Regions from separate parts of the Anas platyrhynchos genome. Here region 1 is linked to region 2. Evidence: chromatin contacts called from public Hi-C data. All regions are on one chromosome and are shown on one strand. The core of a region is the stretch at or near the end of the contact, and the rest is flanking DNA. Distances in the headings are between cores, read along the strand shown. Region 1 overlaps QKI (QKI, KH domain containing RNA binding). Region 2 overlaps QKI (QKI, KH domain containing RNA binding).

Region 1 (2,700 bases), core at 84-2,583, 54 kb after region 2:
AAATCATGGGAAGGATTCATTTAGAAAAGCTCTCTTCCTTTAGTTTATTGTGTTCCTGATAACGAACATTTTTTAGCAACAGAAAATAAGTATTGCTGGAGCACAACTTCACAACTGAAGTGACTGGAGATGCCTTAAATAAAGGACACCAAAGACGCATGGGCTCATCTGCCTTTATGAATCAGGATTACCCTAACTCTTCCTCCCATTTGACTTTTCCACTCATAATAGGGTGGGTGATAATAAGAGGCAGAGGTACGTATGGCTTACATGTATAACGATAAAGCTGCCTGTAGAGTCACATAAAGGGGGCGGAGGGTCACATCTCTAGGTTACAGCTGAGGTCTTTTTTGATCACAAAGTCCAATGGGAAGAATCAATCCTGCCTGTTTCACAGCACTGAAGTCTCTCTTCTGTGCTGTGACCCTCAGGACGAATTCAGCTGTGTCTAGCACTTGGAGCCATGGTGCAGGAGAGGGACCACAGCGCAGTCCTGTGCAAACTCCTGAGGTACAGACTGGGCCACAGCACAGCAACAGGAAAAGAACTGGAAAGGGGCTGCACAGCCTTCTGTTCCAGTTCCACGTGCTTATATTCTTATAGGTACCAAAAGACATTTCAAAACTTTAAAACAGAAAGAAAAAAAAAAAAAAAAGGATAAAAAATAACTTTAATTGCAGACAGTGGCATAAAACCTGGGGCACGCCATCAGCCTTTTTCTACCAGGTAGTAACTTAACTGGCTGGTTTAAAAACCTGCTGCCTTGCCCTGTTAGACTCAATACCTGTCACATGATTAATGTGCCCATGTCTTATTAACTGCTGTGTTACAGGAGCTGCTGTATTCTCAAACACACACACACACACACACACACTTCTCATTCTGAAAACCCAGCTGAAATCACGCTTCTTTGACTGGAGGGTACTGCACCTTCTGACAAAACATCATAAAGAGTGAAGAATTACTGTTTTTCAGTGATCCAACCCATAAATCAATCCTCTCATTTTGCTGCAAGGATGGTATGGGATTCCACAAGTGCTCCCTAAATTCGTATTCAAAAGACAGGTTGTGTCCTCACAAAAAAAAAAAAAAGGGAGAGGGAGAGGGAAAGAGAGAGGAAAAGGGAGAGGGACAGGGAGAGGGAGAAACGAGGAATGGCTGAATCATTCCAGAGCCTGATTGATCTTATCTGGACCTCCCTTGCTGCAACAACAATTTGAGCCTGTAGAAAATTGCCACCTTATCTGATGGGTGGTCCTACCAACTGCTTTGTTATCAGAGCCCAGCTGCACGAGGAAAACAGCATGTGGCATGACCTTGGTATGTCAGCGCCTGACCTCAATATCTAATCAGTCAGATGTCTCACCGAGGCTGTCTCGGGATGCTGTACATGCCCCCTCTGGCACCAAGTCATTCAAAAGATGTTTGCTTCATGCTCGTGTTAGCCCACCAGCACACACACAGTACATCCTAGTGCATCACCACCCTGACTGCTAGTGCTGTGACACTTGAGGCTTAAGGTGCTTTTCTGCAAAGCTTTGATCAGCCTTTCTCCTAAAAGCTGGCTTTGCAGGACTGTAACCCAGACAGCAACAATTCAGCTTCCAAATTCGGCCTCCAAATTCATTTCATTGGTTTCACGTGTTTTATGCAGGCTATACAGCACGTCTGTCAGTGTAGTTAATGTACCTACAGAGCACCATAACACAGATATTGCCTCATATCCAGTAAAAGGAAGAACATGGGTGTTTCTCATACAAACAGGGTGAGGGTTTAATCCCAACTCTAATGCCTATTAGCTGTGTGACTAGGGGAAAACCACTCCACCTCTCTGCTCTGGCTGGAGGAGAGCCTGGGACTCTGCCATCCCCATCTCTCTTGCCTGCTTGATCCTTTTCAGAGGTTGAGGATGTCCAAGAAAATTCCTTTTGGAAGAGCACAGTTATTTCTGTAGCTCTGTGCTGCCTAGTTCAACAAGTGTGGTACAAATATCATGCTGAAAGAGAAGCCTAGGCTCAAACCACCTGATATCATTAGGCAAGCAAGAAAAAAGGTTGCAAGATGCAAAACCCAAAGCACAGAGAAATTAACTATCCAGGGAAGATCAGAGTGCTCTTTCGTGTCATCTCTGAAAGGAAGATGTAGATTTTCTGTTTCAATATTATGGCTTTTCATTCCTTTATATGGGTACATTTATTATACAGAATTTTTAGAGGGCTGAATTTAGAATTAGAATCAAAGGTTTTGATTCTGCTATGCAAAAAGTCTTTGATATGATTCCAATTTCCTTTTCTCCTTTTTTTTCTCTTCTCTTTTTTTCCTTCTGGAAATAACTACATCTTTGTTTGTTTATTCTGTTTAACAGAAAATCTTCTGTAATTTCAGAATTTCTCAGAAAACATCAACTTAATTTCCCAGCCAGCTCTGTCCATCACTTCTGCTGCGTGCAGTGACTGTTAAAAGGGGTCTTTGACATGCTCTTCACACACTGTAACCACACACAAATTCTGGCATATCCATCCACAGGAAGTGTCAGAAAAGGATGGAAGTACATTGCAGAAGATGACTGTCACAAGGTCTCATCTGGGAGTGAATTTATCTATGCAGTGAGTAGGGGCTATGGCAGGAGAGCCCATGCAATGGCAATTATGAGGCAAATCAATGAAGCAGTGCATTTCTTGGGCAAGTCTTTTTTTGTTG
Region 2 (2,700 bases), core at 165-2,664:
TCCCCTGAAATCTAACTGAGCTTGTAAAACATATCATTTTCAGATCTTGTAATGAGGTCACAAAAGAGAAGGCTTGTAGGACTGACTTTTAAGTTCCTTATGGTCAATACCTTGAAGTCTGTAACCCTACAACATGGAGCTACAGAGAGGGTTCTTCCTGTTCCTGCTACATGCTTGAAAGTACAAAACAGGACAGTCACTCCATTTATTTACCCACCTCATAGGCTCATGGAAGATTATTTTGAAAGCTAGAGACTGTTTGGACAGTCTGTCAATTGACTGACTATCTGGTATCTCTAGAGAAGACAGCTGCATACAGCTACCTTGTGAGATAGGTCAGATGGCACTTTTGGGATGTGGATTACTCACATACCATGACAAGGAGGAAGAGGAGCAGGTGAGGATCCTAGCTCTGAAAGTAGAACTGGAAATGTCTCGAGAATGGAAGATTAGTTCACCGTACTGCTTATGAAGTATTAGCCAAAACATGGTAGAGACAAGCATCTACAGCTTCATGGACTTTGTAAGGTTAGCAGGACTACATGTGAATATGCATCAGCAACATAGCAACTTTTAGAGAGTGAATTGTTCTGTCAGTGACTATAAATGTGACATCCCTTATTCAATCTCTACGTAACAACTCTTAAAAATAGTGGCCCTTGGGTGATGGATACACAAAAAGAAAGATCACACTGAATGTGCCTTCTGCTTACATATTTCTCCTAGCATCTGCTGGGTGCCCTGCCAGCCTGAGGATATTGAGCTAGATGGCCCTCTAGTCTAGAAGAAGAGTTCCTATGTCCTTCTTAAGAACAATCTATGGGGAGTTAAGTTTCTGTGGCAGAATAATGTCATATCTTTTCCAACTACTTTCCATCAGAAACACCTCAATTCTGCCCTCAGTTAGGTAGCTGGAGTTCTTACGTGCTGCAGTGCAACTTATACTTGAGTAGCGGAGGGAAGAGCTTCTGGCATTCACAATTCCATATACTTTACCTAAACAGAGAGTGTTTACTTATCTGGAATTTTGGATTTAGTTGTTTCATGCAAAGGTGATTTTTACAAGGTGTAGCCATCTTGTCTTTATAAAGTTAGCAACAATTTTGGCACTGGATGTTTTGTGCGCGAGAAAACCACTGAAATAAAATATGAACCAGAAATGAAAGTAGCTGCCAGCTCCCAGCACAGCATCCCAAAAGTTAACTGCGTGTTCATAATCATTTAAGACTTAAACCATACAGAAGGTATTGGAAGAGGAAGAAGAAAAAAAAAAAAATCTAGCCAGTTTATTTCAAACTTTTTTCCTTAAACTTCTTTTCCCTTTGTGCCCAGCTCTTGCAAACACTGCAAGGCACAGAGGACTCCAGGTCCACTGCAGACCGGGCAGATCAGCCAACAGGGGGCAGCCAGAGGACAGGGATTAGCATCAGTGCCCTGACACCCCTTCATTTCAGAGCCCAGAAAAGCAACAGTCAGCCAGCCTACCAGGAGCCTGTTAGTTGGTCTCTGGATTGATTCATTAGACAGACACCTCCCTCTCTGGCTCATCCTTTCGTTATGACACAGGAAGATGTCAGCCTTTCATGGGACAAAAGGACATTCTTAGGAATGCAAAGGACTGAAATATCATCTCATACCCTGGAATGTTTCCAGGACACCAAGGATGTGCAGTCTCCTTAATCACAAGTCCTTTTTTGGTCCTGCTGCATTTTAAGAGACTAGTCTGACTCAAAGACGATATCAGGTTCGCTGAAAGTAGTCTGAAGGATTTGCATTTGAAAGCCATCCAGCCCAAGCTTAACCAAACGAGCCTTCCTTAAATTAAAAACAAAAAGAAGGGGTTTGCTCCACAGTACTCTCTTTTGCTTCTCAGCTTTGCCCTTGAGAGAGTACACTGCTGTCTGCCTCCAAGATAATATTTTTGGAAGGTACATTCCTTATATTTGGGCCGGCACAACTAGCAGACAACCAAAAGGACATGTGCAAGTTATTTCAGAAGGCTGTGTTTTTGCTCTGTGGTTGTAGTCACACAAGCACACCTCTGCTTCACAGCACCAATCCTGTGCTTAAAGCTGGTGCAGGGAAGACCAAATGAAACCAGGCAGCTTGGCCTTGTAACTGGGCCAGTCTCTGGGTCCCAGGGAAGATTAGAATGCCATGGCATAGAGTTGTCACAGTATAATATTAGAGGCCTGACAAGTAGAGGGTTTCTCATGGGACTACTTGTGGCAGACTCTGGAGCCAAACAGCTCTCACTTCCATCTCACACGTGGGATAGTTACATTTTAAATATAAATAAATGACAGATTACCCTCCTCCTCTTCCCTGTGAAACAAGAGAAGGGGTGAGGAAAGGAGTATTACCCTATGAAATCACTAGGACCTAATCTTTTCAAAACACTGCTACCAAAGTCACCGTACTCTCATTTTTCCTTTGTTGCCACGACTTTCCGCAGCCCCTTTTCACTGATTTCTTATGCTTTAATTTTAAATTCATATTTTCTGCCCCTGTTTATGAGATGCAACAATATTTTTCACACACACATAGCACCTTTTTTCTTCAGCTTTTGCTTCTAATCCCACTGTTTCTTCCTAGGCACCTTGTCTACCAACCTATTCTCCTCTAATTTTCTGTTATCAGTCACAATCTTCATATTCTTTGGTATTTCTAAGTAAAAAGACCTTTCCACATCTCTCCTGC

The links. A called contact is a pair of places that touch in the nucleus more often than the background predicts.
Region 1: a contact with region 2 is called in a Hi-C map of liver, with 2.3 times the contacts expected there. The contact joins two enhancer-like sites. A contact is called at or near these places in 2 of 8 Hi-C or Micro-C datasets (liver and skeletal muscle).

The regions. Positions count from the first base shown.
Region 1 is chr3:48,747,503-48,750,202 of IASCAAS_PekinDuck_T2T, forward strand. The region is part of intron 17 of QKI (QKI, KH domain containing RNA binding); the gene reads right to left. Among named protein-coding and RNA genes, the nearest start is that of QKI, 350 kb to the right of the region's middle. Within about 2 kb of position 1,334, at least 1 of the 8 cell types and tissues checked has an H3K27ac peak or open chromatin away from gene starts, as enhancers often do.
Region 2 is chr3:48,693,422-48,696,121 of IASCAAS_PekinDuck_T2T, forward strand. All of the region lies in intron 24 of QKI (QKI, KH domain containing RNA binding), which reads right to left. Among named protein-coding and RNA genes, the nearest start is that of QKI, 400 kb to the right of the region's middle. Within about 2 kb of position 1,415, at least 1 of the 8 cell types and tissues checked has an H3K27ac peak or open chromatin away from gene starts, as enhancers often do.